Regions from separate parts of the Cricetulus griseus genome. Here region 2 is linked to region 1. The links are chromatin contacts, called in public Micro-C maps. All regions are on one chromosome and are shown on one strand. The core of a region is the stretch at or near the end of the contact, and the rest is flanking DNA. Distances in the headings are between cores, read along the strand shown.

Region 1 (7,437 bases), core at 2,614-5,113:
CTGGAAGAACAGTTAGTGTTCTTAACCTCTGAGCCATCTCTCCAGCCCTATTAGCCCTATTAGCCCTGTTTTTTTTCAGATGAAAAATCAGATGTAACCGTTAGGGAATTAATTATAAAATTATAAAATTATAAATCATGATCATGATTTAATCAGTGTTGTTTTTTTTTGTTTGTTTGTTTGTTTTCCGAGGAAGGGTTTCTCTCTGTGGCTTTGGAGGCTGTCCTGGAACTAGTTCTAGTAGAGCAGGTTGGTCTTGAACTCACAGAGATCCACCTGCCTCTGCCTCCCGAGTGCTGGGACTAAAGGCGTGTGCCACCACCGCCTGGCTTAATCAGTGTTTAAGTATTACTATTTTTTATTAATTTTGCTTTTTAAGATAGGGTTCTTCTGTCTGTCTTAGAACTGGCTTTGTGGACCAGGCTGGCCTCAAACTCAGAGATCTGCTAGCCTCTGCTTCCTGGATGCTGGAACTAAAGGTGTGAACCAAACATTATTTTTAATTATATGCATCCATGTGCATTCATGAGTATATGGACATGAATGTAGGCGCCTATGGAGGCCAAAAGAAGTCAGATCTCCTCAAGTTTCCAGGTCATTTATGTGAGTGCTGGGACCCAAACATGGGCCCTCTCCAAGAGTGGTCAGTGCCCTTAAGCCCTGAGCCATCATCAGCACTGAACCCGGGGCTTTGCCTGTGCCACGGACACATTTCCTCAGCCTTTCACCCTGCTTTCTTATTTAAAAAGGTGAGAAAAATTTCATGTGCTATTTATTTGTTCTGTCCTGCAGCTGACAATCTCAGAAAGAATCAAGGGCCAGGCGTGTTGATACTCATCTTTAATTATCCCAGCACTCAGGAGGCAGAGGCAGGCAGATCTCTCTGAGTTCAAGGTCAGCATGGTCCACATAGTGAGTTCCAGGACAGCCAGGGCTACATAGTGAGACCCTGTCTCAACAAACAAACAAACAATTAAAAGATGGCACAGTTTTAAGGGTATATAATCTAATAGCTCAGCCAGCGTAGAGGTTCCTTCAAGCCGAGTCTTAGAATTTAGAATTACATAAAAAGGTTGTGTTTGCAATTCATACTGTACCAGGCAAAGATTCAATCGAGTTTGTTGACAAAGATCAAATAATATTTCTCTGAAATAACTCTCAGCAGTTAGGAATTAGGACAACGGCATGGGAATAAGCAGGCAGGTCAGCAACCTCCCCAGCTCTGTCTCCTTTGTGGCATCTGAGCTGGCCACTGATGACCACATTAGCTGCTCTAGGCCTTGAGTTTTTTCAGCAGTAAGATGGAAAATGTAGTCTAAGACAGACAAACGTTATGCCAAAGGTTTAGGAAAAAGCTGAATCGATTTGAAATGAACAAAAGACAAGCAGTGTTTTTTGTTGTTATTTAAGGAAAGGCATGGTTTTGCCTCTGTTTTCATCTCATTTAGCCCTGGCGACTTCGATTCCAATCCTTCTTCAGACCGTATTTATGAGAAGTCTCCTGGGTTACTATTGGCTGGAAACACTTGACCTTCATTTAACTTTTATAGGAACCTGAACAGGAGGGTCACAGAGTATAGACTAGCTGTTCCAGAAAAAAACAAGACACAACAGAGAGGCTGGGACATTGTACAAGGCACTCACAACCAACTGCTCAACAAAGTTGTCTCTCGGTTTTTCATTAGCTGTACTGAAACCATTAATTTCTAATGCACCTTTTCAGACCCCGAAGGCCAGGAATATAAAAGCACCAAGAATGGGGGAAAACATTGACTTACTCATCCCAAGTCCCTGACTGGATACAGGAAGGGTCCCATTAGCTCCTACCATACACCCCAAAATGGAATTCATCAAATTAACATACTAAATGCTACAAGTAAAACTCCCATGCATTACCTCCCTAGAGTAGAAACTGTCAAGGAAGTATAAACATTATTTGTTGTCTACAAAGTTTAAAATTAGCATTTTCAGTTCTCATCAAGTGCCTCCTCAACTAAGAAATCACTTGAATAGGACCAGAGAGGTGGGGCAGAGCTAAGAGAATATACTTCTCTTGCAGAGGACCCAGGTTCGAGTCTTGCACCAACGTGGGTTGGCTTCAAGCTGCTTGTAACTCCAGCTCCAGCAGGATCTGATCCTCTGGCCTCCTAGGGCACCTGCACCCATGCACATACCCACATAATTAAACAAACAAAAAGTAACTCTTAAACAAGGAAAGGAGTCACTAGATATACATACTATTGCCTGGAGATCAAGTTTTTCCTACCTACTCAGAACATCTGAAACTGAACAATTAAGGGAAGAATACCGATTCTTTGTTGCAGCATCCCACTGAAGTGACAGAACTTCCCTCCTCAGGAGACAGGCTGAACCAGGGCTTTGCACCTTAGTTGGGCATGCTACTGCAAGCTTCATCCCTAGTCCGGCCTTTATTTCCCTATTTTGTTTTGTTTTGAGAGTGGGTTGGTTATGTAGCCCTGGCTGGCCTCAACAGGAATCCTGCCTCTGCCTCCTGGGTGCTGCTGCGATAAAAGTGGGCATCACCACACCTGTCCCCGCTCCCTTCATTTCTAGTCATTAAAGGAGTCTGGCCCAGAGAAGAAGTAAGTCTTTCTAACTATGGGCACTTCTTCTTAACCTAACAGGACAGAATATACACTTTCTTGTATTTTTTTTAGTTAATTTATTTTTATTTTATATGCACTGGTGTTCTGCCATGGATGTAAGGTCCCCTGGAACTGGAGTTACAGACAGTTGTGAGCTACCATGTGGGAGCTGGAAATTGAACCATGGTCCTCTGGAGGAGCAGTCAGTGCTCTTAACCACTGAGCCATCTCTCCAGCCCCATATACGTTTAATCTCTAATGAACACTCTTCCTTATTAGGCAGTGACATCAGATGCCTCACACGTAAGTGAAATGACACAGAAAGCGAAAGTTCAGCTAATGCTTTCTTCCTTCCAATAACACGATAAACAGCATCTCAAGCTCGGCCCAGGGAACACAAGTGCAACAGCACACTGTATTAGCCCAGGATGGAGGGCAGGATCTCAGGATTACCAGGTCCTGCTAAATAGGGAGAGGATATTTACAGCTAGCAGGGTAGCAGGGTTCTGCCCGAAAGGTACACAGTAATCGGATTTAAGAGGCTAGATGAAACAGAGCAGAGTAAGTCCACCCTGCTCTTGTGTGTCTCCCTGCCATGCTGTAGCAAATGAAAGGATGCAGTCATTAAAAGTTAATTTATGATACGGACGAGTTGTACTGTAGAAAGACAATGAAACTAATTTTTTTTTGGGGGGGGGTTTCGAGACAGGGTTTCTTTGTGTAGCTTTGGAGTCTATCCTGGCACTTGCTCTGTAGACCAGGCTGGCCTCAAAATCACAAAGATCCGCCTGCCTCTGTCTTCCGAGTGCTGGGATTAAAGGCGTGTACCACCAACGCCGAGCGAAACTAATTTTTTTTAAAGATTTTATTTATTTATTATGTATACAACATTCTGCTTCCATGTATATCTGCAGAAGAGGGCACAAGATCTCATCATAGATGGTTGTGAGCCACCATGTGGTTGCTGGGAATTGAACTCAGGACCTCTGGAAGAGCAGTCAGTGCTCTTAACCACTGAGCCATCTCTCCAGCCCCGGCGAAACTAATTTTTTACAGGGTAATTTTGACCCAAATAACCATTCACTCAACCCTCTGGAAGCAGAAGAGTGAGCAAAAGGGATGTAATGTCCACACAGGATGCATGAGCCCAAGACACCGAATCCAGTAATGAGAAAAAAGACTCCAATAGACTGTGTGCACACACTGCCAGCTCAGGCATGCACAAGTTATCTGTACTCCGGGGGCAGAAGCATTCTGACTCAGCCACAAAATATTTAAGCAAACTTTCCTACAACCAGATCACCCTCACCCTAGCCCTGTGCTATGGAATACAGAGTTTATCCATCTGCATCGTTCCTTTTTTGAGGCAGATCTCTCGTGTAGCCCTGGGTGTCCTGGAACTCATGCTGCAGACCAGCCTGGCCTGCCTCTGCCTCTGCTGGAATTAAAGGTGTGCACCACCACACCTGACTTGGATTTCAGAAATTTATCTGCCTCAAAATCTGTTTAAACTCAACTCATGCCAGAGGCATAGTGCTCTGACCCCAAAAGACACAAACTAGGTCATTCAAAGAAACCAAAGTGGAGGGGGGTGGTGGGAGGAATGTACTGACATATGGAAAATCTGTACAGCCGAGAGGAACAGCTAAAGTTTAAGTACTGGGACAGCTAAGCAGTTGAGTACAAGCCCTTCCTAAATAGCTTAAACGGGACAGATTTCAACCTCATTTCACCTCTCAACAGGGTCCTACTGATGTGAAAGGGAGAACCTCGAACTCTGTCTTCTTCTTTGCAATCGTTTTTTTTTTTAATTATATTTGTTTACTTATTTCAGGTGTGTGCACTGTGTATGTGTGTGTGGGTATGTGCTTAGTACGCAGGGCTGGTGCAAGGCAGCAGAAAGCCAGTGTGAACCAGTGCCCTCCTTCTGAGGCTTGGTGACCAGCCTTGCTCACTGAGCCACTTCGTCACCACTCAGACTCTACCTTCTTTCTCCCAGCAGAGTCCTGATGGCTGTATGCACTAAGCCGCCCTGTGTGAGAGACCTGCCCTAGAGTTAGTTCATTTAGACAATGAGCGCAATGATCAAAGCTGATGAGAAACACCAAGAGGTGATGCTGTAAGGCAGGACACACAGAAGTCACTCAAAACAAGTTACCTTCTCTTTTTAAAGGAAAATAAATGTAGCCAGGTGTTGTTGGCGCACGCCTTTAATCCCAGCACTAAGGAGGCAGAGGCAGGCGGATCTCTGAGTTCAAAGCCGGCCTGGTCTACACAGCGAGTTCCAGGACAGGCTCCAAAGCAATATAGAGAAACCCTGCCTCCAAAAACCAAAACAAACAAACAAACAAATAAATGTATAGAGCTGGGGATAAATACTGACAATTCTGTATGTTCTTTTCTTTCCTTTTGAGGCTGTGTGTGGGAGGGGATGGGTGTGTGTGTGTGTGTGAGTGAGAAAGAGAGAGAGAGAGAGAGAGAGAGAGAGAGAGAGAGAGAGAGAGAGAGAGAGAGAGTGCATATACTAAGGATTAGCTTGGTTTTAATGATCCCAGCACTCAGGAGGCAGAGCGAAGTAGGTCTCTGAGTTAGAGGCCAGCTTGGTTACAAAGCGAGTTCAAGGACAGCCATGGCTACACAGAAAAACCCTATCTCAATGAAAAAACAAAAAACAAAAAACCCCAAAAACTAAAAAACCACGGATTCAACCTTGAACATCCTAGGTGAGAACAAACATTTCCATTGAACTATGTACCCAGTCCTTTTAAAAACCTCTCTCTCTCTCTCTCTCTCTCTCTCTCTCTCTTTTAGATTTTACTTATTTATTAATTATATATACAGTCTATACAGTTTTCGTCCTGCATGCACATGTGCCTGCACATCAGAAGAGGGCACCAGATCTCATCACAGATGGTTGTGAGCCACCATGTGGTTGCTGGGAATTGAACTCAGGACGTCTGGAAGAACAGTCAGTGCTCTTAACCGCTGAGCCATCTCTTCAGCCCCCTAAAAACTTCTTTTTATTTATTTATTATACACACAGCATTCTGCCTGCATGTATGCCTGCATGCCAGAAGAGGGCACCAGATCTCATTACAAATGTCTGTGAGTCACCATGTGGGTGCTGGGAATTGAACTCAGGACCTCTGGAAGGGCAGCCAGTGCTCTTAACTTCTGAGCCATCTCCCCAGCACTTAAAAACTTTTTTTATTTTTATTTTTTATTTTAGGAGGATTTACTTTTCCTTGGCCTTAAACTCAGCCTTCCCTCATCGAGCTTCAGAAAGCTAACATTACAGGAATGAGCCATTATGGGTGACTATGGGTGTATTTTCTTTTTTTAAAGAAAAACATTTATTTTATGTGTATGTTTGTAAGCCTAAGTATATGGATGGACATCACATGTATGCATGAAGCTGCAGAAGTCAGAAGAGAGTGTCAGATACCCCGGAACTAGGGTTAAAGGTGGCTGTGTGCTGTTGTGTGTCTGTGTACTATTGTTGTGTGTCAGTGTGCTGTTGTGTGTCTGTGTGCTGCTGTTGTGTGTCTGTGCTGTTGTTGTGTGTCTGTGTGTTGCTGCTGTGTGGCTGTGTGATGTTGTATGTCTGTGTGCTGCTGTTGTGTGTCTGTATGCTGTTGTGTGTCTGTGTGCTGCTGTTGTGTGTCTGTGTGTTGTTGCTGTGTGGCTGTGTGATGTTGTTGTGTGTCTGTGTGCTGCTGCTGTGTGTCTGTGTGTTGTTGCTGTGTGTCTATGTGATGTTGTATGTCTGTGTGCTGTTGTGTGTCTGTGTGTTGTTGCTGTGTGGCTGTGTGATGTTGTGTGTCTGTGTGTTGTTGTTGTGTGGCTGTGTGATGTTGTGTGGCTGTGTGTTGTTGCTGTGTGTCTGTGTGTTGTTGTTGTGTGTCTGTGTGCTGCTGCTGTGTGTCTGTGTGATGTTGTGTGTCTGTGTGTTGTTGCTGTGTGTCTGTGTGATGTTGTGTTCTGTGTGCTGCTGTTGTTGGTGACTATGTGCTGTTGTGTGGCTGTGTGCTGCTATTGGGTGGTTGGGTACTAAGAACTGAACCTGGGTCCTCTGAGAGAATGGCAAGCTCTCTAACTAGTGAGCCATCTCTCCAGCTCATTCTCTCTTATTTTTTCATGTCCTTTTCATTACTACTATTACTATTTTGGCTTTTCGAGACAGGGTTTCTCGGTGTAACTCTGGGTGTCCTGGAACTCACTCTGTAGACTAGGCTGGTCTTGAACTCAGACATCCACCTGCCTCTGCCTCTGCCCTGAGTGCTGGAATTAAAGGTGCGGGCCACCTATTATTAGCGGTGCCCAGCTATTATTTTTGAATTTTATGTGTATGAATGTTTTGCCTGCATGTATGCAGGTGCACTACTTAACTGCTGAACCATCTTTAGTGCTCCTTTTTTAAAAACTATATTTTTTCACTTAACTATTTTCTGGCCCCCCAAAAAACATAAATATGATTAATACTCATCAAAAGTCATGCATGTATGATAAGTACATGTATGATAATTACATGTAAGTAGGAAGTAGACCATAAATAATTGCTGGATTGAGTTCGTGTCAAATAACAGTGATTAGTATGTGCTAAATTACCAAGAATGGTAGAGCACTTGCCTAGAATCCCCCAGTGAAGGACTGGGGAGATGGCTCTGCAGTTTAGAGCACTTGCTGCTCTTTCTTATTATGTTCTGCCTGCATGTATACCAGAAGAGGGCACTAGACCTCATTACAGATGGCTGTGAGCCATCCTGTGGTTGTCAGGAATCTCTCCAGCCCCTGTTGCTTTCTTGTAGAGGACCTGGGTTCCATTCCCAGC
Region 2 (7,437 bases), core at 2,744-5,243, 68 kb before region 1:
TTGTTTTTATTTTATGTGCATTGTTGTTTTGCCTGCACGTATGCCTATGTGAGGGTGGATCCCCTGGAACTGGAATTAGACACTTGTGAGCTGCCATATGGGTGCTGAGAATTGAACCAGGGTCTTCTGGGAGGGCCGACAGTGTTCTTAACTGCTGAGCCATCTCTCCAGCTCCCTCAGTCAGCTTTCTTATAGAACCCAGGACCATCAGCCCAGGGATGGCACCTCCCATATCAGTCATTATCAATCAAGAAAATGTCTCACAGGCTTGCCAATAGGCCAATCTGGAGGGAGCATTCTCTCAACTGAGATTCCTTCTTCTAGAATAACTTTAGCTTATGTCAAGTTGACATAAAACTAGTCAGCATAACTACGTACAAGCATTATATATTTTGATTAAGAATTTTAAAAAGTCAGGCGGTGGTGGCACATAACTTTAGTCACAGCACTTGGGAGGCAGAGGCAGGAGGATTTCTGTGAGTTCGAGGCCAGTCTGGTCAACAGATCGTGTTCCAGGACAGCCAGAGCTACACAGAAAAACCCTATCTCAAAAACAAACAAACAAAAAGCAACCAGAAAATGAAAACAACAACAACAAAAAATTTTAAGAGCCAGGTAGTGGTGGTGCACGACTTTAATTCCAGCACTGGGGAGGCAGAGGCAGACAGATTTCTGTGAGTTCGAGACCAGCCTGGTCTACAAAAGCTAGTTCCAGCACAGCCTCCAACACCACAGAGAAACCCTGTCTTGAAAAACAAACAAACAAACAAAAATTTCAAAAAGGACTCGGGGCTTGCTAGATAGCTCAAGCTTGTGGGCATGAGGGTCAAAGTGGATCCCCAAAGCCCATGTAAAAAGCCAGGCATGGCGGTGGTGCACTGTGCTCGTGAGCCCTGTGCTGGGGAAGTGGCAACAGCCAACCAAGTCTATTTGGTGGTTTCCAGACAAGTGAGAGAACCATGTCTCAAAAACAAACTGAAAAACAACAACAAAACAGGCACACCTGAGGAACAACACCAACCAACCCTATGCTCTGCCCTGGGTGCGTGCTGCAATGTGCACACACACACAGGGCTGGCCGGTGATGTAGCTTGGCCAAAGTTTCCCTAGCATGTGCAAAGCTATGGGTTCAGTTGCCTCCACCACACACTAGATAAAACACTGTGTAAGATAATGGAGGAAATAAACGTGTGTATATGCTTAGCAGGCTATACAATAATGATAAGTACATCTGGGTCCTATTCCTAGCTCCTATTGTTATGTGGATTCTCCGATGCCCCATAGCTAATCCAACAGTAAGTCCTGTTGGTTCTCCTTCCAATATATATCAAGCCCAGAGGCTCACAACCAGTTTAGAGTCCAAATTTCTTCCTGTGTCGGTGACTGGCAATATCCTGTGTGTTCTGGCTCCTACCTATTTCTCTCCCTCCCATGATGCCCTCTTTCTGCCCAGGAACAAGCTTGGGCGTTTGTCTTTGCCTTTTGATGAGAGTTCTTCTCAGGTTGTCACTAGCTTGATTCTTGCAGCACATTCAGTGTGGGCTCAAATGTCACTTTTACTTAGAGCCTTTGTGTGCCTCTTACTCTTAGAAATTATGCTTCATATACTCAGTATTTTTTTTTTTTTAATGTACGTTTTTCCAAGAAACCCCCTTGGCCTAGAAAAATGTCCCCGGTGTAAGAGGTCTTTGTTATACTGTATATTCATTGACTGACCAACTAATTCAGGGATGGATGTCTACAGTTCTTTAGGCATCAGTGTCCTTGTCAATAGGAATTACTAGCTTGGTAGTTTTAAGCTTCAGAGATGTGGGGGGAAAAGTATCGAGGAGATCGGGCAATAGCTCCACGGTGAACCTTTGCAATTCCCTGCTCAATTCCTCTAGACACTTGAGCAGACTGATTGACAACCCTTCTTTCCTCTCAAGTAAAAAGAGCTACAGCTGAAAAGGCCCAGGAAAAAAATGGTCCCACAGCCAGGAGGGATCATTGCCGTTTTAAGAAGCTTGGACAGAGCCCCGCCTTCGGCACCCAATGTTTAATGTACCGAAGTTAGTGCAAGTCACGTGAGATCGCGACGGCTCGCCACGCCTCAAGGGGGAGGAGTCTACCCTTGAGGACCAATAGCATAAGCCGCTTCAGGAGCAGCCCTAGTTCCAGACAGGGAAAGGGGCGGGGCCAGGAACCCGAGCCGCTGTAGCAGCACTTCCGGAAAGTACGCCCCTCCCCTCCCCCCTCCCCGTTCCTGTCGCTCTACCGGGTGGGCTGAGCCAGCGGGTGCTGATTAAAGGCGCCGCCGGCCGTTTTCCCTTCACCTCCCCCTCCGTCTCCCCGCCCCTGCCCGAGTAGCGGGACCGGCCCCGATGTAGGGACCCCCGCCCCGCGCTGCCATCACCCTGGTCGGCGAGCCCCGGGCTCTGCCGTCCTTCCCCCTCCTCGCGCCCCCATCTTGCCGGCCTCGCTCTGCTTGGAGCCCATTGTATCCGGGGCGGCTGCGAACCCGGGCCGAGACGGAGCACCCCAGGGTGCCCCTCCGTGGGTCCGGCTGGCTCCCGCCCCCGCCCGTCCGTGCTGCCCCAGGCGGGGGCCGCTGGGCCGCACCCCAGCCCCTGCCCCGACCCCCTTCCCGGGGGAGCCGGAGAGACCCCGGGCAGGGGCACGCAGCCTCCCGCTGCCCCGGCCACCCGCCGATCATCTTTATTATCGAGATTATTATTAAAAGGGGGCGGGACCCCAGGATGCGGAGAAGGGGGCCGGAGACGCAGCTATCGCTATTAAACAGATTATTCTTGAAATAATGCACGCAAGATGGCTGAAGGTGGCTGTGATGAGCGTCTTCGGGCTTGCGGGGGGGTGGGTCCTATCTTTTCCCCCCCTGTTTTTCTTTTTCTTCCTTTTTTCTTTTTTTGATCTGAGGATAAAGCTCTGAAGCGACAGCCGCAGCGGAGACCCTGCCCGCCCGAGTGCCCGCCCTCTCCACACTTGAGAAGCTGCGGGAGGGGACAAACGGACCCGCGGACCGAGCGACGCCCCGGACGCGTCTCCTGGGCAGCGCTGGGGGCCGCAGGCGCTCGCCGTTCTGCCGACTTCTTCCCATTCTAATCTCTTAAAAAGATTTTTTTGGAAAGGACCGGGATGGGTGGAGCAGAGGTGGAGAGAAATCAAGACTTGGCATTTTCCTCCTTCCCTCTCTCCTAATTTGCTGGAGGCCGTCAGCCCTCCCCTTGGAGGAAAAAAAAAAATCCCACCAAAGGGAGGGGAAAAAAAAAGCGAGCTGCAGGACCCTCAGGCGCGCGCCCGGACCCCGGCCCCACCGCGGCCGCTGGGAGCTCAAGATGGCTGGGCGCTGAAGACGCACCCGGCCCGGCTGGCTCGCCCGGCCCCGCCGCCGCAGGCTGGCTCCGACCGCAGCCCGGAGCCTTCCAGGCCGGAGCAGAGGCCGAGAAGAAAAGAAAGTGGGGGGGAGGGGTGGGGGCGAAGGGGGAGGGCCGGGCGGGGGGAGGGGGGCCGGGAGCCGAGCCTCCTGTTCATTAGCAGTTGAGAAAAATTCCTTTCTAGTTTGATCAATCCTTGTTTTCCTCAGCGCGGGGCGAGCCGCCCGCCCAGCGCGGGGACAGGGAGCGGGGTCTCTCCGCGTCGGGGGCGCCCTGCGCTGGGCCTCCGGGGAGCGCACAAGTAGCGACAAGGGGGTCAGGCCGGAGCACCTCCCGGGCTTCTCCCTCCCTCCCTCCCTCCCTCCTCCCTCCCTCTCTGGTGGCTTTTTTTTTTTTTTTTTTCCACTTCTCTCCCTCCCCCTTCCGTTTCTATTTGTGAAGGGAGGAGGAAGGCAGAGGCGGGCTGGTGTCTCTGGCCGGGGACTGGAATTTCATCTGAATGACTGCCCCAGCGCGCACGCAGCGCCCCGGAGTCGGCCCGCCCGCGCCCTGCAACCCGCAGCCGGCCGGCCAGCTGGGGGACGCCCGCGCCACGGCCCGGGGGCCGCCGGCGCGCCTCGCTCGCCGGCTCCGGATCGAGGCAGCTTCGGCGGGGCCGAACTAGCTTCCCGTGCCCCCCTCGGACCTCGGCCGGGAGCCAGGCAAGGAAGGCGCGGCTCGGAGCAGCCGGGAGGGAGCCACGGTCGCCGCGACCGCCACCCAAGGAACAGTGCGGCTCCCCCGCTCGGTGCGCCGCGGGGCGCGCCCCGATGTCAGCCGCGGGGCCGAGCGCAGGCCGCGGGGCGCCCCTGCCCTAGCCGCACCGACCGGGAGGCGGCCTGTTATATGGAATTTGGACCACGGCTCTCCCCTCCAGGGCTGGTGGCCCGGCCGCGGCCCTGGCGCAGCCCGCCGCCTCCCGCTAGGCACTCGCCAGGAGGAGGAGACGCAGCCGGCGGCGCGCGCGGCGCGAGGACCCAGGCTCCCTCCTCTGGGGGGCGGGCACGCGGAAGGCGCTGGTGACTGAGCGACTGGCGGGGCCGGCAGGGACCGGAGCTCCGGGCTCGGTGGGTCCCCAGCTGCATCCGACGGACCCCCACGGTTGGGGAATTAGGGAGGTCTCCTCGGGCCCCCTGCCCGCGGCCGCCATGGCGGAGAATTGGAAGAACTGCTTTGAGGAGGAGCTCATCTGCCCCATCTGCCTGCACGTCTTCGTGGAACCGGTGCAGCTGCCGTGCAAACATAACTTCTGCCGGGGCTGCATCGGCGAGGCTTGGGCCAAGGACAGTGGCCTGGTGCGCTGCCCGGAATGCAACCAGGCCTACAATCAGAAGCCGGGCCTGGAGAAGAACCTGAAGCTCACCAACATCGTGGAGAAGTTCAACGCCCTGCACGTGGAGAAGCCGCCGACGGCCCTGCACTGCGTGTTCTGTCGCCGCGGCCCCCCGCTGCCGGCGCAGAAGGTCTGCCTGCGCTGCGAGGCGCCCTGCTGCCAGTCCCACGTGCAGACGCACCTGCAGCAGCCCTCCACCGCCCGCGGGCACCTCCTGGTGGAGGCGGACGACGTGCGGGCCTGGAGCTGCCCGCAGCACAACGCCTACCGCCTGTACCACTGCGAGGCCGAGCAGGTGGCCGTGTGCCAGTACTGCTGCTACTACAGCGGCGCGCATCAGGGACACTCGGTGTGCGACGTGGAGATCCGGAGGAATGAGATACGGGCAAGTACACTGAACGCGCGCGCACACACACACACACACACACACACACACTCACATCCTGCCTAGGGGCCACCCATCACCATACATCCTGACTCTTGCGGCATTAGCCTAGAGGCCCTGGTTCCAAACTCTTTTCTGTGAAAGTTTGGGGGACAAGGTCCTGAGAAGAAGGGCCTGGCTGCTGGGTGCGTTCCCGCACCTGTGCCCTTAGGCTCCCTTTTGCAAGTCATTTATGGAATTGAGGGAGGCTGTTAGAAGTAGTTTGGATGTTGCTCTTCTGTTTTGCGCAGCTCCCTCCCCCAGCATTGTTTCTGTAAGCTCTACGGGAAGTCACCAAGGCAGTGACCCCGGTCCTGCTTCTCCAGCTGCTGTTTATGTAATGAGTGTCCTGGTGCCGCTGCTGTGGCTGACATGATCCATGATGCTGGCATACCAATGAGGAAGTAAACAAAAGCAGCCATGTTAGTTTTAAGCTCTATTGGAAACACATTGGGGGGGGGGCTTCCGGAGGTAGAGCAGAACTCTGGTATCTAGCTGGGCAAGGCCGGGCTGGCTGTTCAGGAGTCCCCAACTGTCAGCTCTTCCGATCGGTCCCAGCGGACGCTCCCCAGGCTGAGGCTGCTCTCTATGTATTTGTATGCTCCTGCGCCTGCATGAACAAACCTTAAAGTATGTGTCTAACCCTTTCCTCCCAGCCCTGCCCTCTTACACAGCCCTCCCACATTTGGGGAGGGGAGGTGGAAGACGGAAAAAGAATCCTGTGGGTTTAAGGTTGAGCCGCCTTGAAATCTGGTTTCAGGCAGCTGGCTCCCCTGGGCTGCCGGCTGGGTGATTACGGAACCGCACCCCCTCCCATTGTATACACCCTGCTGCAGCAGCCAATGTCAAACCCGCCTTCCCCCTCTTAGGCCTCTGGGCCTGGCTAGGGAACTGGACTAGGGCATACTTCCGTCCCTTTCACTGGAAGGGGGCTCCTCCCAGGTTCCTCTCGGGTCCCCTGCCTCTTGGGATTGAGTCACACCGAAGGAAGGAGTTGATCTACGCGTCTGGGCCATCTTGAAAGCTCGGGCTAGGGGTCTTGTGATAAGGGAGCAAGGTTAGGTTTGGTAGGACTGGGCGTGTATGTTTAGGGTGGGGGCCCCTGGAGACTAGTGGGGCCTCTGCGGTATGAGGAAGCCGGGCAGTCCAGATTGTAGATGGGGGCTATTTCCTTGGTGGTAGGGAGGGAGGGACATAGACGAGGAGGGGACCGATCTAAATGAGTCACTGTTTAGCAATTAAAAACCATACATATACAACCAACAAAAGGCAGAAGGGCCACCGCAGGCTGAGGGCGGGGATAACAAAATTTGCTGTATAATTAGTTTGCAATTGCATGGGCCAGCTCTGGGGTTTTGTGCCAGGAGAGGCCTCTGGTTTCTTAAAGGAAGTGTGGGGGATGGAGGAGAGGAGTCACTCCTCCCCACTAGTGCTGGAAAAGGCCAAGGCCTGGGGAAGCAGAGGAGCCCTGTGGTCCTCCTCCCCCGACTCAGGGCCGGCCTTGCCCACACTTTACCCAGTATTGAAGCTGCTGCTATTAATAAAGATGGTAGGGGTGGAGGCTGGGAAAGTAAGGACGGCTGGCTGTCCAGTTCTGTCTGGGATTGGCTGTAGAAAGTGGATAGAAGGCAAAGAAAAGGATGTGAGTGGAACAGGACAGGCTGCTGGATGGGCCATCTGCTTTCACCCCGAAAGTGCTAGGGGTGTCTTGGAAGGGAAGAAAACTTAATTATACCTGGCTTGGTATTAGGGCATCCTTAGATGTGTGTCTGCCTTTACTACTGGCAAATGGATATGTCTTGCTTGTAGGATTGGGGAGGAAAGGGTGGCGTTAGCTTGCAGGGTCTACTGTGGGGTTCCTTTCATCAGACACTGAACTTTGTCTGCAGCTCCATGATGTGCGTTATCTGTCTCTTGTGTGCTCTAGTGCCTATAGGGGCAGCTCAGAAGTAGTGAATTGCATTAGGGCCAGATGTGCGATTCTGTGAGGTCAGCATCTGCGCCCCAGGCTCATCCTCCTCCATCCTCCTTGTCCATTCTCTGGTGCCCCAGGGCACTAGGCTTGGAAACCCTTCAATAGCCCAGTGTCACTCAAGTATGAGTCTGACTTATTGAATGCAGAGGTAGGGGGTCCCGCCCTTAGGGAGGGGCTGAGTCCTGAGGAAGCTAAAAGGAAGAGCCCTGCCCTCTCTTTAGGCTATCCAGCAGGAGGGGGGTCTTTGCTTCAACCAGTTTTTTCTTGCTGGCAGTAGTCCTATTTAAGGGGC

The links. Hi-C and Micro-C count contacts between places; a contact is called where the count stands out from the background.
Region 2: a contact with region 1 is called in a Micro-C map of the CHO-K1 cell line, with 1.8 times the contacts expected there. The contact joins the promoter of Trim8 here to the enhancer-like site in region 1. A contact is called at or near these places in 2 of 8 Hi-C or Micro-C datasets (both in the CHO-K1 cell line).

The regions. Positions count from the first base shown.
Region 1 is chr3:15,003,622-15,011,058 of CriGri-PICRH-1.0, reverse strand. The region is part of intron 1 of Arl3 (ADP-ribosylation factor-like protein 3); the gene reads right to left. Among named protein-coding and RNA genes, the nearest start is that of Arl3, 7.9 kb to the right of the region's middle. Within about 2 kb of position 3,863, at least 2 of the 6 cell types and tissues checked have open chromatin away from gene starts, as enhancers often do. A contact at or near this core is called in the CHO-K1 cell line, where this site is marked.
Region 2 is chr3:15,071,895-15,079,331 of CriGri-PICRH-1.0, reverse strand. Trim8 (E3 ubiquitin-protein ligase TRIM8) reads left to right here and starts at 3,993. Exons shown (of 6, transcript XM_027407120.2): 1 at 3,993-5,131. The coding sequence starts at 4,562.